Linked DNA regions of Zea mays: region 2 is linked to region 1. The links are chromatin contacts, called in public Hi-C maps. All regions are on one chromosome and are shown on one strand. The core of a region is the stretch at or near the end of the contact, and the rest is flanking DNA. Distances in the headings are between cores, read along the strand shown. Region 1 holds the start of LOC100282593 (inorganic phosphate cotransporter). Region 2 holds the start of LOC103626058.

Evidence for each region. Hi-C and Micro-C count contacts between places; a contact is called where the count stands out from the background.
Region 2: a Hi-C map of leaf shows a contact between it and region 1, with 6 times the contacts expected there. The contact joins the promoter of LOC103626058 here to the promoter of LOC100282593 in region 1. A contact is called at or near these places in 3 of 25 Hi-C or Micro-C datasets (ear, leaf and tassel).

Annotation. Positions count from the first base shown.
Region 1 is chr5:19,468,818-19,473,299 of Zm-B73-REFERENCE-NAM-5.0, reverse strand. It overlaps LOC100282593 (inorganic phosphate cotransporter), which reads right to left and starts at 1,784. Exons shown (of 2, transcript NM_001155501.2): 1 at 1,442-1,784; 2 at 1-588. The coding sequence starts at 347. It overlaps LOC100278373, which reads right to left. Exons shown (of 4, transcript NM_001291792.1): 3 at 4,011-4,482; 4 at 3,007-3,927. The coding sequence ends at 3,313.
Region 2 is chr5:19,626,530-19,630,596 of Zm-B73-REFERENCE-NAM-5.0, reverse strand. It overlaps LOC103626058, which reads right to left and starts at 2,775. Exons shown (of 3, transcript XM_008646439.4): 1 at 2,205-2,775; 2 at 1,444-1,791; 3 at 1-1,318. The coding sequence starts at 2,606. The coding sequence ends at 677.

The DNA of each region.
Region 1 (4,482 bases), core at 535-3,034:
AAACCTTGTGCTACACCAACGAATAGGCGAGAAAGGACCAGAATGGTTACTCTGTTGGGATCAAGTGGAATTAAACCACATATCATTGACCACAATACAAATGACAGTAGCAGGACACGTCTACCTCCTATTCTCTGTGCTGCCCATCCACCAGGAATCTGTGATAAAACATAACCATAATAGAACATAGAGAGTATCATGCCCTTGTTGGCTTGATTCACACCGATGGCATCAGCTGCAACAGTATAGGTAATTGAGAAACCCACACGCTCAATGTAGCAAACATTTGTGCAGATGAATGTCAACAATACTATTATATAACGTTTCGGGAACCTCATTCTCACCATTGATGATCTGAGATGAAGCACCGTATTTTTACTAGTCTTAGTCAGGCCAGAACTTGCTGACCTCCCATGAATATTCACCAGGATTTACCATAAGCCTGATTCTCTTCCATCCATCTCAAGGATACTACAATCTGAAGCGTACAGATTACTGATCACTGGTTCTTCACATGTCTTTATCAGTTAACTGATCTCATACACAAATTAACAGAGAATCTTGGTACACTGCACTGAACTGAAAAGCCTGTCAAAAAACAACAAAGGAGCAACATATAGAAACATCAGAACTCCAAATGGATACTTCAACTTAGCTGAACAACTAAAAGAACAGTTGAAACTATGCACAAGATTTGAGCATGCTTGACTTTTTTTAAGAGTGATATAAAGGCATAAAACCTGTCACAACCTCTACACCCCAGAGATTTCAGGGAGGAAACAAAACTTGCATAAGTAAACTTGGATTTGGCTTCTAGAGAAAAAAACAAATGTTGCTCCTAGAAAATGATTGAACATGCCACTCTACAAGTCTAAACTTTGAAAGCCAGATCTTGCTAGAATCCAAGCAGTGAAAAGCAAGCTTTTTCTATAAGACATTACAAACCTTGGCAAGAGAAAATGATCTGCCACTGCACTGTCCGAACTAGATCTTACTCGGATTCCAATTTCCAAGTGCTAGTTTTTTTATTGCAACATCGCTTAGCCCTAAGCTCGATTTCAAGAGCAGAGCCAGTAAAGGAAATGGATCCAATAATTTCTTCAAAAAGTAAACAAAGTTTATAGACATAACCTACTTGTAATCAGGGGCATATGATATGGGTGTAGTGTACACATGTACACTCGATGATTTTTGCAAAGCAATTGAAATTAGTAGGCATAATGCACGCATATACACTTGTAATTAGATTCAGATCCGATTACGAATAGTATGTTAGGGTCTGGGCACACGGTTTTACCTAGGAATTACGACAAGCGGATTGGGTGCGTAATGACATTTTTAGTGCGAGGGCCGATCTGAAACTGGACCAGAATCGAGAGGGACGAGCTGTTGGCGTACGAAGGAGAGAGAAGATCGTGGCGCTGTACGGACGGAGACACACCTGTCGAGCTGTGTGCCGGCCGCGCCGGAGACGTTCCCGGGGACACCCGGGCTGCTGAGGGCGGACGCCGCGCCGGAGCTGGTCGCGAGGACGCTGCCCCAGGGGGTGCTCGACCGAGCGCGGTCTCCTCTCCGGGTTGCGGCGCGGCGAACGGAGGGGGGAGATCGGCCGCAGGCAAGACGAGTTCAGGCGGCGGGCGAGGCGCGAGCTCGGCCGCGGGGAGAGGAGGTGGCTGCTGCCCTCTGCGAATGGATCGGGAGTAGGAAGAACAGACTGAGGAGAGAGAAGAAAGAAAATAGAAAGACTATACACTAACATGCTGGTAGTAAGTTGCGCGGTTCAGAACACCGGTTTAAGGGTTAAAACCGGCGTCCACCCGTAACCGATTTATCACGATAAAGCGGTGAAAACTGATAAAAATTGTCAATCTAGTTGTAGGAAAAATCTGACTGTGAGAAGAATATAAGTATTGATTATGTGCGGAGAAAGAGAAAGATGTTTATAGAGTTTAGGATCTAAAAATTGATGAATTTTTACTAACGCGATGACTTGCCTCATTGCCTGATTCTGTGTTGACGTTGATTGTGTATGTTTTTCACCAAAGTGATTCTGACAAAACATGGTGAAAAGCTAAATGTTTGACGGACCACATCAGTTTTGGTGCCCAAAAGCTGAAAATGCTGAATGAAACACCTCCATCATCTGTATCTACTATGGCAGTTGAGGGACACCCACCAGGAAGCACATGAAAGGAGGATTTGAGTGTCCTGGCTATAGTGGAGGCCCTGCTAAAGTTTATATTTTATTATCGGACTTATGGGTCGATTTATTGGTTTTGAAGCGTTTCAAATTCAAAAACTGATAGCGGATGGCATTGAAGTGGCGAAAGATATAGCTTTGAGACAGTGGCAGAGTCAGCTCACAATTGGAGCCTGGGCACCGTCATTACTATGGTAGATTGTTTTTAACCGCTTGAGTAGGTAGTCAAATTAAATTGAATCAAACGATATTGTGTGTCTGTTTGGTTTCAAGCAAATAGTTGCTTGGAAACGCCGGTTCCTCGTACGCCAACTTGAAGGTCGTCAGTTTCCAACCCTCACGAGTCGTCGTCGTGCCGTGGGACACGTATGTGCCAAAGCACGACGCCCCCAAGCTCTTAGGATGGCAGGGTTTACGGAATGGCTGCCATGACGACTAGCTCAGCGCTCCGTACTTAGTAGCAGCGTCGTGCTTCTTGTAAATTAAACTAATTTACACTTTAATCTACCTTAATACGAGTGAATTAGAAGATTAGGGGTGAATACTAAAATACCTAAACGAGTTGGAAGATTAGGGGTAAATACTAAAATATCCAAACAAAGGCTCGATGATTTAACGGACTGCCAAAAACAGCTCATAACAAGACGCTGCAGTTCGTATTAGAAAACAAGAGCTCTGATCACTAGCCTCAGCAGTTTAACACCATTTCACTCGAATATTTGCTACGTATAGGTATAACGGATGTTATATAGCAGTAAGAAGCAAACTAAAACACTATGATTATTTTTGCCTGCAAAAAATACATCAATTATAACGGACTGTACTACTTTCTTTGTATTCCTACCATGAAAAAAAGGTCACATAATAAATATCCCATGGAACTTCGCTGGAAACATCACCAATGACCAAACCTACTCCACTCCAGCTACAAGCAATCCCATGCCAAAAAGAAAACGTCATCGGCGACATGACAAGTGAAACCAGTAGCAGTAACTCCATATGTTATGAGATCGCTACTGCTGTACTCGCTAGGCGAAGGCAAAATCAAGACCAAGAACAAAACTAAGGCTGTGAGCTTGTGACCCCGCTGAACCCCCGCCGCGCGCGCGCGACTAGGATACCGAGCGCCATGTGATCCGCGACTGCGTGGACTTCGCCTCCTCCGGGTTGGCGGACCCAGGGCTATCCGACGTGTCCGAGCTGCTGCTCTCGCCGGCGTTCGTTTTCCCGGACCAGAGCTTGCTCAGCATCTTCTTCGGCATCAGCATCGTCCCCTTCGCCTTCCCCGTGGCGGCGGCGCTCCTGTCGTCGCTGCTCTTGTTGTTCACGTCACTGCTGCCGCTGCTCCTCTCGCTCCCACCGCTGTTGTTGGCCAGCCTCATCGACCTCAGAGAGTTGATGTCGCTCGACGTCGGGACCCCACTCTCCTCTTCCTCCGTCGTCATCGTCGTCGCGGCTGACCTGGAGCTGCCAATGGAGTTGCCGTTCTCTCTGGGAAGAAGCGAGCGAACGGCAGACGGGAGCCCCGACGTCGAATTAGCGTCGCTCCTTGCAGAAGCAACCGACGACGATGCCCGGACTTGCTCGAAGAAGAGAACCTGCACGACCACGCGTAGGGGGAGACGCTCGTTCTGCACGGCGTGCATGCACGCGTCCTGCGACAGCTGCTTGCAGTCCATCAGCCCGCACAGTTTCTTCTTCTCGCTCTTTGATAGGCTGGGGTGCTCCTGTGTCAGCATGGAAGGCACTGTTATTAAGTATATTCAAACGCCCTACAACGGGAGCACTCGGTGGAGACACAGAGAGATACCTTCAGATACATGTCAATGGCACGATAGAGCCCGTCATGCGTTGGCCGGGGTAGAGAAGACACCATTTCGGCGAGTGCGATCAACTTTGGAAGAGGAAGGTTGGGATCTTTGGCGATCTCGGCAAGATATCCATCGATCAGCTTTGCAACTGCAAGCTTTGACGCGCTGGAAACAGATGTCGACTTCTCGATGTCCACGATTCCTTCATCGTCTTGAAATTTCTCCGTACCACTATCACCATTCCGTGACATGAACTCTTCCACTATTGCCATGATCAGATCTATGCTGGATATATTGTCTTCATTAGTATTTAGCGGTATAAGAAGGTCTGGAACTGAAGCACCATCCAACTGCGTGCCTATTCTCTTGATCAAGTTAACGCGATGGGACTCCCCAGATTCAAGCAAACATGCAGCCCCTAGCAGCTTAAGAAGAAAACCACATGACACCGAGCCTTCCTCAGCTGGCAAC
Region 2 (4,067 bases), core at 1,526-4,025, 160 kb before region 1:
ACACTGCTAATTACTAACAAACATCTAACAGGTTCTACCCAGTACTAAAACACAAGTAAAAACCATTCAGATGTTCTACTCTCTCTCTCTCTCTCTCTCTCTCTCTCTCTCTCTCTCTCTCTCTCTCTCTCTCTCTTCACTGAGAGGTTAGCTTCGGCTCAATCCGTCAGCAAGCCAAACACACTGAACGCCGCCAATCGGATGCCCAGCCATGACGGCCAAAACACCTGCCTTGCTGGTGAGGAAACCCTTCTTCCTCGCTGGTGGCAGCGACCAAATTAGGAGTATAAGCTAAAAGAGAACCAACCACAACGACTTTCTCATGCGGCTGGAGTGCAGAAACATGCCCTAAGTTTCCTTTCACTAGGAACAGACAAAGAAGAAAGAAAAGCCTGAAGCAGGAAACAAGGCTACCTACCTACTACCATACCATGTCTCTCTGGATGGGATCAGAGAGAGAGAGAGAGAGAGGATGTTTCACACAGATCCGCTTCAATCATATGCAAGACCATGTGAATGCCCCCATGCTTCTTCCTATACAGAGGAGGCATTTGGATTTACCAAACTTCCAAATCCTCTCTCAGCCTTCACTCGTTTGTTTCTCTCCTACACTAGACTCCAAACAGGGTCAGCAGCCGCGCGGCTGTGAGAACCAAGTTTATGGACAGTCTGCGGATCAGTTTTGATTCTCGAGTACGGTTCCACCGCCCCATGCCACTTTACCTTCTTCTGCCTTCCCCAGCGCGGCAACTTTAGCGCGGCAGCCTGGGGGAGGGGGAGGAGGACCGGCCCGGCTTCTCTCGCCATGAGCAAGCTCCATGGCCTCGCCAACAGATCCAGACTTGATGTCGGTGGGCGGGATGAAACAGTCCATGGACAGCCCAGGAACGTTGAATGCTACCTCTTCAATGCTCCACACCTCCTCCATCCGGGTCTTGGTGTGGCTCATGGCAACCTCACCAAACCGGAACAGGGTCACGGCCGAGCGCCCAGAATGCGCCACCACTATACCGTCCACTGGGCGGTAGTCCTCCATGGACGAGCTGATGGTGGTCTCCCAGTAGACCGCGTCCCCTCCCGCGGCCGACTGAATTCGGGTCAGATGTGAATCCTCAATGTGGACAAGAAGACCAGTCCTCTGGCTGAAGTACCCGAACGTGACGTGCCTGATAATCTCTGCATGGCCCTCGCTGCGTGCCTTGAGGATCTCAGGATCCGTGCTCAGCTTCAGGATGAAGCAATCCTCCCCGTTCACCTTCCTCTCGCCGATGCACCGCGCACGAGCAAACATGCTTGCCGCCGTCAGCGGATCCAGGCCCTGCAAAAGAACATCACTCAGGATATATATAGCTGAGTAAATCTGAACAACCATGTTCTATGGGACTGTGGCTGAATTAGCACTGAAAACCAACAAAACAGGGACATGGACAGCAACAGCCATACCTGAAGGGCACGGCGAAGCGGACGAACAGGGCCCTTGGCAGAATGGGCACCGAGCCATGGTGTGTGCCGCCACACGAGCTTGCCGTTGCATCCCGCGTGCACCTTGCTCCCGCGGACAGCCAGCTCGATGTACCACATCTCAGGGGCCATCTGCCACAGCACGAAGCGGCCAGGCTCGCCGCCGCGTCCAGCGCTGCGGTTCTTAGTGAGACGGCCGGCGGTCTCGAACTCGGTGGCCACCATGCGTACCTTGCCCATGGCGTAGGTGCTGCGCAGGGAGGCCAGGAGCTTGTGCCCTCCGGAAGCCGCGAGGTACTGCTGCAGGATGTACTGCGCGGACGAGGTTTCCTGTGGACAAGCACATCACACCCAAAAAAAAAATCATAAATTTATTAAAAATCTGGCATATAACAGCAAACAGTGAATTAACACATACTACCAGGCAACAGCGGTGAAAAAAACAATCAGTCATATATACCAGTCCTAAAGAGCAGTCAAAGATCCTGGTGACCAGACATGCAGACATTGTAGTCACTAGTAACGAACTCTTTTACCGCACTGTAACACTAGTAACGAACTTTTTACAGTCTACAGGGCCCACGAATTCAAGGAAACTCGGATACATACACCCATGAAAACCTTGGCACCGGCATTTCGTCGAACAGTTGATTGCAAAGGAACGTGGAGCAAACAAGTGGGCAGGGGGGGAAAGGAAGAAAAACACAGCAGCAGCAGCGTGACGAGACGAGAGAAGCGCTTACGATGGGAGTGTCCTTGACGCTGAGGTGCGGGAGTGGCTCGGCGGCGCAGACGCGGACCGGCGCGAGCGGCGCAGCCATAACGCCGAGGAGCATCCTGATGTCGCTGCGCAGCGCGACCGCCGAGGACGGGGCCCGCGCGAACTGCACGCGCACCCAGTGGCCCCAGCCTTCCTTCCTCCCGCGCGCGGCACCTCGGCGGCCGCTGCCGTCCCCGTCGTCGCTGGGCTCCGGATCGGGCCCCTCCATGAGCGGCGCCAGCATCTCGCCGGCGCCTGCCACTCCGGTGAAGCTGAGCGCGGCGGCCAGGTCCGTGGCGTCCGGCTTGCGGCGCGCCCGCGCCGGCGACAGCCCGCGCGCCACCTCCTCCCGCAGCGCCGCGAAGAAGCCGTGCCGCCTTTCCATGGATAGATAGGGCGGAGGGCAGAAGGGGACCTTTTGGCGAATAGCGGAAGCTTGGTGGGCGTCTGCGGAGCGCGCAGTGTTGTGGCCGAGAGGAATGAGAGCGACGGGGGGGACTGGGTTGCGAATTTATCGGGAGGCGTGGGCTGCAGAGGAGAAAAAGGTGAGCTGTGGGCACGGGGTTTGCAGGCTGGGAAGCGTGATAGCCGAGTGGAGGGAGGCAGTATACAGCTGCGGATTCCCGTCACCATCTCCAGGTGTGCTCACCGCTCCCTGGTGTCAGTGTCAGTGTCGCTGCTGTAGCCGCCGGTTTTGAGGGCCTGTCTGCGCACTTTTCTCATCTTCTCCTATTGTATGGTTACTACTTATTTACATTTGCTTTTAGTCTTTTACTACATATTTAGTAAGGTTTTGGGGGGCCCAATAAGTGAGCGATACACTACTAGTCGCATAGCATGTGTATTAGGGTGATAACTCTTTGAATGGCACACTTATTCAAGGTTAGTATTCAAATGTGGCACAATAATGATTGGCAAACAATACATTGACGGGATGAATTGGTGGACAGGATCAACATGCACACTCCACAACAAACCTAGAAGCTAGCCATGATGCTAACGAGTGTGTAGTACATATTATCCGTGCATGAAAATGGTAAGAACCGTTTATACTTGATCAGCTGTGGTGATGATTATTGGATAGAATCGGTACCCCAAACAACATAGATCGATAAACCAGAAAAGTTGGCAACGCGTTACTAGTTGCACGCCGTTTCGATCGACGGTAGCAACGCTCTGAACGGCACGAGTACGGAGTATCTGAGGTCGGTGAGTTAGGGGTCCCAGGAGTAACGGCCATCGACCAAGTAATGTGCCGATAAGATGACATGTGGATAAAAACCAACATCTACACTCCATGAAAACTTGAGAGATACGAGTCTACTTGTTGCACATGATATAGTATTTGCGAGCGACAAAGGTAACGAATTAATGTTGAGAATCAATAAATTTAGATTATGATTTGTGGATTGAAACGGTATCCATACAACACCACCACGAAACTAAAAAGGTAGCAATGCACTATTTGTTGCATGCCACACATACCGCGGGATGGATATGACACGTGAGACACATATCAGGGCATGAATGCCTGGAGGGCTCGTTACTTATACCTAATTTGGAATCGTAGTGAATCCCCTCACCCTCCACCAGTGAGCTTGTGAATTGCTGGCACTCAGGGTTGGCCACCTCTATGGCAACCAATATGAGATGAGAAATGTAGACCATTAGAGGAAGGACATATATTTGAACTGTTATTGCTTTGGGGCTTCACCAGGTCTATTCGAACTATCCTTAATGGGCTTGCCTTTTCACCCTTCAACTAACCCTGACGTCTGTCTAACATTGACACGTGGACCCTCGGTCCGTTGCCAACTCGCTCTCGGTATCGTGTCCTAGCAACCTA